Regions from separate parts of the Mus musculus genome. Here region 1 is linked to region 2. Evidence: chromatin contacts called from public Hi-C data. All regions are on one chromosome and are shown on one strand. Each heading gives the region's core, a stretch centred on a gene start, on an enhancer-like site or on the middle of the called end of the contact. The rest is flanking DNA. Distances are from core to core; before and after follow the strand shown. Region 1 overlaps Gli2 (GLI-Kruppel family member GLI2). Region 2 overlaps Gli2 (GLI-Kruppel family member GLI2).

What was found. A called contact is a pair of places that touch in the nucleus more often than the background predicts.
Region 1: a Hi-C map of uterus shows a contact between it and region 2, with 3 times the contacts expected there. The contact joins two enhancer-like sites. A contact is called at or near these places in 5 of 39 promoter capture datasets (3T3-L1-derived adipocytes, embryonic stem cells, hippocampal neurons and 2 more), 3 of 484 Hi-C or Micro-C datasets (the AML12 cell line, liver and uterus) and 9 of 115 datasets of contacts at active chromatin or transcription factors (embryonic basal ganglia, embryonic fibroblasts, embryonic forebrain and 4 more).

The regions. Positions count from the first base shown.
Region 1 is chr1:119,032,558-119,037,969 of GRCm38.p6, forward strand. All of the region lies in intron 1 of Gli2 (GLI-Kruppel family member GLI2), which reads right to left. Among named protein-coding and RNA genes, the nearest start is that of Gli2, 18 kb to the right of the region's middle. Within about 2 kb of position 1,509, at least 204 of the 459 cell types and tissues checked have an H3K27ac peak or open chromatin away from gene starts, as enhancers often do. A contact at or near this core is called in embryonic limb bud and uterus, where this site is marked.
Region 2 is chr1:118,876,290-118,881,466 of GRCm38.p6, forward strand. All of the region lies in intron 3 of Gli2 (GLI-Kruppel family member GLI2), which reads right to left. Among named protein-coding and RNA genes, the nearest start is that of Mir6346, 75 kb to the right of the region's middle. Within about 2 kb of position 2,457, at least 35 of the 459 cell types and tissues checked have an H3K27ac peak or open chromatin away from gene starts, as enhancers often do. A contact at or near this core is called in embryonic limb bud and uterus, where this site is marked.

The DNA.
Region 1 (5,412 bases), core at 259-2,758, 160 kb after region 2:
AGAAAACTACCAGCTATATGTAGTAGGACACTGAGAAAATTCATGCAGTATTAGACATAGGAAGGTCTAGGGAGATGGCTCAGTGGTTAAGTGTGCTCGCTACAAGCGTGAGTCCCCAGAATCTATCAAAACAAGCAGGTTTGCCTGTAACCCCAGTGTGTGTGTGTGTGTGTGTGTGTGTGTGTGTGTGTGTGGTACAGGGAGTCCAGATGGATTGCTGGGACTTGCCTGCTCCAGATTCAGTGAGAGACTGTGTCAAAGGAATAGGCTGAGAGTGACAGCACAGGACACCTGATGCTCTCCTCACCCACCCAGAGAGCACACCACACATACATGTGCACGCACACACACACACACACACACACACACACACACACACACACACCTCTTTCGTTCAAATGCATGAGTATGCAATCATCCCTTAGGATAACCTTGGAAAAGAGACAGTCAGAGAGTATGGGAAGAAAAAAACCAGACCTCTTGATGACAAAACCTTGGGGCTTGGAGGGGCTGGGAGAGGCATCAGTGGGTAAAGGCCTTACAGCACAAGTATGCTGACCTGTATGTTAGGATTTCAGGTGAAGTAGCCTTGCTCTGTAATCCCCATGCTCCTACAGAGTGGGGGTGAGATGGGAGAATGCCCCAAAGCCCACAGGCTAACTAGACTCCTACAAGTGAGCCTCTGACCTCCACAGGTATGCTGTGTCTCTCCATGCCTGCACACACACACACAGGGGCACACAAGAGTGTGTTTAAAATAGAAGGCAAAACTCCTTGCCCGAGGCTGCCATCTGCCATACACAACACATCTTGTACCCATGTACCTGTATACACACACACACACACACACACACACCACTCACACATATACACATATACACACGCACATGCAGGCTCGCACACATACACACAATTAAGCAGAGTAGTGCTGGCTCAGTCCCCAGCCTCTCCTTGCCTCTCCTTTTCTCTGGGTGAGGAGGGCAGGCCAGCTGGCCTTCAGTCTTGGGTCAGCCTGGACATCTCCAGACAAATTATCCCAACTCCATTTCCCTTGCAGCCAACCAGAGCTCTGGAGATGCAGGTCCCCAGAGCCCACTGACCCTCACTCTGGCTCTCTGAGTTTCCGGCTCCTAGCCTGGCATTTGGACAGTGGGCTCCCCAGGGCCCACCCACAGCCCTCTCTTCAGGCCACAGAGGGCCACAGGCAGCTCTCCCAGACTACAGATGATTTACAGTCTCTTCAGCCATCCATCTCAAGGCCACAGGCTGAGCAGATATTTTCCATCTCCACAGCTGAATGCAGACATTCCAGAGAGCACTGCTTCCTCTCTCCTGAGCTTCTAGGCAGGCGAGGGTCTCAAGCACAACATCTGTGCCTAGGCCCCAGCTCTCTGTCACAGGGAAGGAAGAGACAAAGCCCAGGGTCTTGCAGCCAGGCCTGAGAGGCCCAGTCAGGGGGAGCAAGCCAGGCCTCCCAGCCAGCACCATTCACACCAGGCCCTTCCCACTTCCTCTTTCCCCTTTCTCCCCATGACAACATCTTGAACCAGTGCCTTCACTGGCAAGCCCAAGCACTCTGGGGTTTTGTAGTTCTGAGGAGGCTCCCACGCTCAGCTGTGCACACAGCCCTTGGACAAGCTGCTGAGGTTGCCTGTGGTACTCGGGGCAAAACACGAATCTCCAGCCCACACATGTTCTCTGAGGCCTCTGCTTCAGGGACGGAGGTGAGGTGTCCCTGGCCCTCCCAGCTGTAAGCACCTCACACCCTCCACAGATACACTCAGGGGTGAGGACCGCAGGACCGTGGAATACTTTCCACTGTTTAAAATGGGAACAGCTCTCCTCGTGAGAAAAAATGCAAATTAAATGTCCCGCTGCTGGCCGAGATGGAATAACAGGGACCAGATTTAGGCTCCCACCCGAAACCACCAAAAAACCAGACAAAACATTTAAAGCACGCCAGGCAGTGAAGGGAGGTGAGCCCTACGAGGAGGCCCAGCTTACTGTCTGGAAAGAGTTTGCAGTTCTAGTGCAGACCAAGCAGATCAGCAGATTGCTGGGTGGAGGAGACAGTAAGCACCTAAAGAGTCCCACGGATGCCAGAGTTTGCATGACAACTTCAGAGAGGGGAGATTCAAGCTGGTATCACAGAGGAGATGTGAGGGTCTTGAGACCCTGTAGAATATACTCAATTAGGTTCTATTCTTCCCAGGGTACCGAGAAGGAAGCAGGCTGAAGGCTGCCAGAGAATGGTGCTTGACACACACTTAAGGACGGGTGCTTAGACCCACCAGCCAGGCCTCAGAAAGCACAGAGCTCAGAAGCAGTATGCCTGGATGCAAAGAATCAATACCTGTAAGCAGCTCCCACCCCCATCCCAATTAACACAACTTCAGAGATGAAACTTTTGAGCTGGAGGTACAGGTAGGAGGTAGGGGGCCTGCCTCACACTCAGGAAGCCCTGGGTTCAATCCTCAGCGCCACATAAATCAGGCATGGCGACTCACACTTGTCATACCGGCACTTGGCAGGGATCACACGTTAAAGATGATCCTCGGTGATCCTCGGCTACATAGCTAAGGATCGGCCTGGGCCACAAGAGACCCTGCTCTCCCCTATCCCCCCCCCCAAAAAAAAAGATTAACCTTCCCTCCCCAGCAAATTAACCACATCTCAGAGAAAACATAAAATTTTCAGGAAAGCAAAAAAAAAGTTAACCAATTAATAGCAGAAAATTACAGCATCAAGAATCTACCAAGATTCTCCGGCATGGGCTCCTCACCAAAAGGCGGCAGGAAAATGTAATCTATACTGAATAAAGAAATACGTAAACCATCCCTGAGCCAGAGAAGACACAGCTGTTAACGGGAGCTGACAAGAATGTGAAGCTGTGCTAACCACATGCAAACCACATGTTCCAGAACTTAAGAGGGAACTCAGGAGACGTAAGAAGACCTGTCAGACTTTCAGAGCTGGACCCGGGGTGACCTGTGGTGGATGTGAACGCTTAGGGATGACAGGAGCTTCTGCCCGTCTACTATGAAAGAGATGGGACACTCTCCAACACACACGTAACTGAGTCCCCAGCACAGCAGGAGGGGAGAAGGAAGAACTAGGGAGAATAATTGCCACTTTTGCCCCTCCCCCACAAAATCAGTTTGAAAACTAGAAACACAGAAAATCTTCAAAGCAGCCCAGGGTCTGGAGAGATGGCTCAGCACGTAAAGGCACTTGTCACCAAGATGAGTTTGACCACAGAGACCCACATGGCAGAAGAGAACTGACTTCCCCAAGTTGTCCTCTGACCTTCTTCCCGTGCATGCTACGGCAAGTATGTACTCACATGCACACACACAAAACAGACCAACGTAAAGTATTGAAAAAACAATTGGAGCATGAACAGTAAAGGAGGCCATGGGGGTGGCTCAACAGAGAGTGAGCCTGCTGACCATGCACGAGGCCCTGAGTCGCAGCTCCAGCACAGCAGAAATCAGGCAGTGTCACATGCCTGCGAGCCCTGCTCTCAAAAGGCGGAGGCAGGCGAGGATCTCCAGCTAAAGGCCATTGTCTGTTTCGTATTAGTTTGAGGCCAGCCTGGGCCACATGAGAGCTTGTGTGCTGACTAGTTTTAGGTCGTATTGACACAACGTAAGAGTCATTTTGGAAGAAAGAACCTTAATTGAGAAAGTGTTACAAACAGATTGGCCCCATGGGCAAGTCCAGTAGACATCTTCTTGTTTAGTGATTGATGTGGGAGGGTCTAGCCCATTGTGGGTGGGAACATCCCTGGGCTGGTTGGTGGTCCTGGCTTATAAGCCAGTAAACAGCTCTCCTCCATGGCCTCTGCATCAGTTCCTGCCTCCGGGTTCCTGCTTTGAGTTCCTATCCTGACTTCCCTGGATGGTGGACTGCGAGCTGTAAGATGAACTAAAAACCCTTTTCTCCCCAGGTTGCTTACGGTCATGGTGTTTTTATCACAGCAAGAGAAATCCTTAGATACCTTGTCTCAAAAGAGGGGAAGCAGGTAGGAAAGAAAGTAAATCGGGGAAAGAAGAAATCCTGCCTGCCAAGGCTTGACCCTCTCCTGGAGAGAAAGAAAGGCACACAGCATTCTGGTGTAGGTGCGGTAAGGGCGGCTCCACTCACTGCCAAGATAACTTTTAGCAGCAACTGAGCTCTGAAGGCCCAGGAAGGCAGGAAGCATGGTGTGCACTAGCAGCTCAAGCCCTGGAGAGTGAGGATTGCCCTTAACTAAGTGTAGTTTAAGTGCGCCACCCATATGATACGGCTGCCAGAGGCCCCAGGCCTACTCAGGCTGCCTTCTAAATAACAATCACCAAGATGTATAGGTTTACTATGCACCGGGCACTTGACACATATTAACTCTTTCATACCCTCTGTGAGACGGAGCCACACTCATCCCTGTTTGTTCGTCTCGTTTGAGAAAGGCTAAGACAGGGTCTCATGGTAGCCCGCACTGACCTCAAACTTCTATATAGCTGAGAAAAATGGTGAACTCTAAAATTAAAAAAAAAAATGGTACTAAGGTTCTTTTGTGGACCAGGCATGATGGCACACGCCTTTAGTCCCAGAACTAGGGACATCGAGGCAAGTGGATCTCTGTGAGTTTGAGGCCAGCCTGGTCTACGTATCAAGTTTCAGGCAGCCAGAACTACATAATAGAGAGACTGTCTCATCACCAACGAAAAGCTTCCTTGTGTGGGGAGGGGAGATGTGGGGTGTATAAGTATGGGATGTGTGCACATGGCCATGCCCAACTTTTTGGATACTGGGGATTTGAACTCAGGTCCTCATACTTGCAAGTGATCTCCCCAGCTTGATCTCAAATTTCTGATCCTCCTGCCTCTGCCTCCAAGTGTGAGTCACCTCCACTGGCTTATGTGGAGCTTGGGACTGAACCTAGGGCTTTCTGCATGATAAGCAAGCGTTCCACCAACAAAATGACAATGCCAGCCCTCCAGGTGCCCTTGTTTTGCTTCATAATCTGTCTGCAGGGCCTGCTCTGAGCCAAACCCACCCACAGTGGCATGTCCCAGCTGAAGCACCCGTCCTATCTGGACAATCCCTTTCGGTGAAGTCACTGGACGAGAGGGTACTCATAGACTTGACCATGTTGTAGCCTAGTCTAGGGGGGACAGTCAGGGGAAGCTCAAAGGAAATGCTTATAGCCTCTCTTCAGAGAGCCAGTGACCACAGCAGGGACAAGTGGGTGGGCTTCCTCTTGGAGCAAGCAGTAAAGGAACTTGACTAACTGTGACCACAGAACCACATTCTGGATTGCTGGAATCTTCCCTGCCCAGATCAAGCTGTACCCTTCTACTGACTTCATCCCTCCACTCTCTTGTCTCCGCCCCCTGCCCCACCTCTTCCCCAGAAGAATATGGCAGAGCT
Region 2 (5,177 bases), core at 1,207-3,706:
ATTATTCTTCAGGCATCATCCAGCTTGATGTTTTGAGACAGTGTCTCTCTCTGGTATGGAACTCACAGACTGGGCAGCAGGTTCGCCAGGGAGCTGGATCCATTAGTGTTTACCTCTCCAGTCCTGGGATTACCAGGGTGTGCTACCACACCCAGCGTTTCCTCCTCTCCTTTTCAATATGTGTGTTCTGGGAATCATACTTACTGACTGAGCTATCTCCCCAGCCAGTGCTGTCCTGCTGTGGCTCAGCTGCTCAACCCTATGGGTGGGATCTTCCGTTGGCAAAGTCACGGAGCAAAAATCTCAGCATACTGGATGACAAGAATGTGAAACCCCTGTGAATTGGAAATTTCAACCCCCTGGGGTGAATTACAGAACCCACCACACACAAGGAGCTCAGAGGACAGGACATAGGAGTCCCCCATGATGAAGGGCACAAGTGCACCCCAGATGCCTGGAGATTCAGATTGCTGTAGAGCAGCAGGAAAGAATGAGCTAATAACAATGAACAGATGAAGGAAGGAATAAAGGCAGAGAAGATAAAACACTGACTATAAAGCATGAGATCCAAGTTCCCCAAGAAAATACCTGCAATTGCATTATTTATAGAAAGAGCCACAAAGCAAAACTAAGCAATACACCATTAGGGAAACGGGTAGCCATAATATATAAAATGCTCATCTAGGCCAATAACACTATTAGGGATATGTGTCAAAGAGAAATTGGCATGGAAATTGGGGATGAAGAATTCATAATTGTAGATAACAGAGAAGTGAGAGACCTAGGGCAGGAAGATGGTGACATGGGGCTCCCAAAGTCCTGGCTCATCCCCAGTGCCATTTTTGGACTCAGTACAAGGTCACTCGACTACACTGGAAGTAAGAAGTACATGGGACTAGAAAAAAAATCCACATCAATAATAATATATAAAATAAGCCAGTGGTAGGAAAAGACTAGAAACACTTGGTTGCCTGGACTTCATACAACACACAGAACAAGAAAAGCTCACAGTATGTAAATGTGTGTGAGTTAGGTGCTACATAAATGACCTACAAAGGGTCATGTGGCTCCTGGCCAGTGCTTTGAGGGCTTATCTCTAAGGACTAGTTGTGGTGGTTGGTTTTAATTGTCAACTTGACACAATCTAGAATCACTTGGGAAATTTTTCAGTGAAGGATTATCAAGATTGAGCCACTCAGTGGTCATGTCTTTGGGGAACCTGTCTTGATTGCAGTATCTGATTGTCAACACCCACCTATTGTGGGTGGCATCATTCCCTAGGCAAGGGATCTTGACCTGTCTGGATGCATTTGTTGGTCTCTTCTTCTGACTGCAGATGTAACATGACCAGTGGCTTTAAGTTCCTAACTCCTTGACTTTCCCTGACCCCCAATGATGAATTATAACCTGGAGCCTGATAAATCCTTTGTCCCCCCAAGTTGCTTCCATCATACTACTTTATCTTAGTAACAGGCATGAGAACCTTACCCATTCTCATTCTCTAGGATGCCTTTACTTTCTCAAAAAACTCTATTTGTATTTCTAGCCCCCAGTCTAACCTGGAATACAAGAACTTAGATGCTTCAGTGGATTCCCTGGGACTCAGACCCTCTCCCATAACACTCAGGCTGGGCACAGCACGAGAGTGCCTTGGTCATGCTGGCTGATCTGTCTCTGTGAGGCTTCACTGAGCCACTTGTTTTTGATATTTAGCAGACCCAGATTTTAGAGAAAGGATGGCTGCAGGGATCCAGGCCTCTGGTGAGGTTGGCTGAATGGGTGAGGTCCCTGGAATGGAGAATGGAGCCTGTAGTGAAGAAATTATGGAAGCTACTAGAAAGCATTTCAGGCATGTCCCTCTGTCACTCTGGTGTTCCATCAGAGCTGTGGATGACATCTGCTGCTCTGTATCCCTACTGGCCAGCCCTAGTCCTATCTGGTGGATTCATTTTGACAGATGCACTTGAATCTACATTGGGCCCTGCAGATCCCCAGGCCTGCTACAGAGCCTGTGTTCACCAGACCCAGCTGAGCTCTGAGTTTTTGCCCTCATCCCTCAACAGAGTTCTTGAAGAGTAATCAGTATTTGGATTTGGAGATATCTCACTAAGTAAACACTGATGTTTGCGTAGGGAAATGAGGTCATAAAACGGAGGCCACAAAGGCCATACAGAGTGGTTCTAAAAGCCCCAGCTGCAGCAGTTAACAGAGGTTTGGTCACGCCCACACACTCCTTCTTGATCTCAGCTCCCTGAGAGCCAGAAGGGCAGGAAGGCACTGCTATTTCACACGCCTAGTTCCAGATGTGTTCAAGAACATAGGAAGGGCCTGGGGACACAGCTCAGTTGGTAGAGGGCTTGCTTAGCATGCACGAAAACCTGGCTCTATCCTTAGCACGGAATAAATAAAGCAGGCGTGGTAGTACATGCCTACAATTCTAGCACTGCGGAAGTGGACGTAGGAGGACCAGGCATCCAAAACCATCCTTGGCTACATGATGAATTAGATGCTGGCCTGGGCTACATGAGGAAAAAAAAAAGTTCAACGATAAGAGCTAGCAGAGTGCTTGTCGTTCAGGCGAATAGGTGCTGGGATACAGGCTTGAGATAGCCTTGGACTTGCTCCAGGTAAGAAGTAAGGCCAGGAACACAGCTGGGCCAGGGGAAAGGCCAGGAGCAACTTGTCAAAATGAGATCCTCTCTGGGGGACCTGGACACTGGTTACCACTGGGAATGTGAAGTCTTGGTCTATAGTATAACCCACCCTTGGCTGAGCACAACTGAATGGAATCTTCTAGAAAGTCAATGCCTTGAAGCCCTGGATGGGAATAGGCTGGTACTGGTCTCAGAGGTAGAGGGGGATGAAGAGGAGGAGGAAGAGGAGGGTGCTTTCAGGAAAGAAGAGTCTGTAGGGATGGCAGACAAACGTGGCGGACTTGACAGCTTAGCCTTGCCAAGAACTGTGTGGAATGTCCTGCTCGCCCATCAAAGCTAGACAGGTTAATCCTGGGGCGCAAATAAACTCTCAAAGGCAGTACTGGCTAGTGCGTGCCTGGGGAAGGTTCTCTCCTCAGCAGCACTGTATCCAGACAGTCTCTGTGGGCTGGCCTACAGAGAAGAGGCAGGCCCTTCTGCTGATAAACACTGGTCCCCCCTTTCATGTGTGAGGTTCCACATCTCCTTCCTTCCAGCCTGTTAGCCCACAATCCTTTAAGCCTGTCACCCTACAATCTGCTCCCCCCTCCCTCCTCCTCTTCTATCTTTCTTTTCTCTGTGTGTGGGGTGTGTGCTCAGGATGCTGTGGGACTGCCATGCTTCTGCACACACGGTGTCACTGAGCTTTGCAAATATGTGAGATAAATCAACTCAGAAAGAAGGACGGCTGGGGCTGGGAAGACAGCCCAACTGCGAAGCGTTTACCAGTCAAGAATGAAGACCAGAGTTTGACTCTCTGAACTAATTTAATAAGATAAAAACAGGGTGAGGTGGTGTACCCTTGTAATCCCAGTACTTGGAAGAAATAGGATACCCAGGGCAGCTCAGCCATCAGTGAGTTCTAAGCATGTGAGAGATCCTGTTTCAAAAATCAACGTCGAGGGTGATAGAGGAATTGACCTCAGGTCTCCATGTGCACATGCATATACATACAATGCATGCGCACACGCACGCGCGCGTGCACACACACACACACACACACACACACACACACACAAATGGTTTGTTTTGGCTCTCAGTTCTGAAAGTCACAGGCACCAAGTCCTTGGATGCTGGGGTGGGATTTGACCTGGGGTGGCAGAGAACATTACAGGGAGGACAAGGGAAGGTGGTCGGGCCAGCTTCTCTATCTCACAGGAGGCCAAGGTCCCAGTATCTCTTCCAAGAGCAACACCCCCATGACTTAACTTCCTCCCACGAATCCGTGGACAGGGGCTTTTGAGGGGACTTCTAATCCAGGCTCCCACGACAGCACACATGGTATGTAATGATATATAACAACTCATCTTATCCTCACATTAACCTTTTCCATGCTGTGTTGGCTCCTTTTCTCAAGACTGTGGCAAAATGCCTGACAAAAAGCCACTTAAGGAAGGAAGGTTTATTGTGGCCCACAGTTTTTAATGGTACAGTCCGTAATGGCCGGGGTGGTCTATGTGGTGGCTGGTCACATCACATCCAGTCAGGAAGCAGAGAGATGAATGTTGGTGCTCTGAAAGCTTTGCCTTTAAGTCCAGGACCCAGTCCACTGAAGGACGCCACTCATGATGGGAGTGGGTCTTCTCATCTTAACCTAATCTAAGTCCTTCCCCACAGCAGGACTAGAGGTTTCTCTCCTAGGTGACTCTATATACTGTCAAGTTGACAGTATCAACCATTACAAGGATACAAACACACCCCCATTTTAGAGAAGGAGAAACTGAGGCATGTGGTGGTTAATCAGCCAGCCCCTGTATGTACTGAGAATATATAGTAAGATTCACATCCTAGCCCTACCCAGCTCTGCCTTCATCCTTAGAGTGCAGAGGGGGCGAACGTCCAACAGAACCCCAAGGGACAGGAGAGGAATCAGAGGGTCACTTCCTGGTGTTGTAGGAAATCCTGGCCAGAAGCCTGCCCCTGCAGCTTCTGAGAACACAGGGCTCCCCATGCAGCCCTTCTCAACAGGACTAACTACATCTTCACTCCCCACTGACTGCTGCCCCCAGCTGACCCCATCAATGCTCCCCAGAGTCACGGCCAGGAAGCGCCTCTTACATGAGCAGCTGGCATTCACAAAGATCAAACACTAGGCATCTTATCAGACAAGCTCCTCATTAAACTTTTATGGGCCAGGCTCCATTATAAATGAGCTGTCTGCCCCATGCCACTGAGCACGTGTCTGAGCTGAGAATCTTATGTTCTCAGAGCAGGGGGAGATGCGGCAGGAATCGGGCTGCCTGGAGTTCAAATCCTACCTGTGCCATGGCTGGGAATGTGTTATAGTTTAACTCTGAAGTGTCCTTAAAGGCCTGCCTGACAGCTGGAGGGCAGCGTCCTGGGAAGTGACTGGATTATAAGGACTCTACTTTTCATCAGATTAATGAACCATCAAGGAATCAACCCATGGATAGATACATAATTGATAACATTATTGGGAACTGAGCCTGGTTGGAGGAAGTAGGTCATTACAGGCATGCCTTT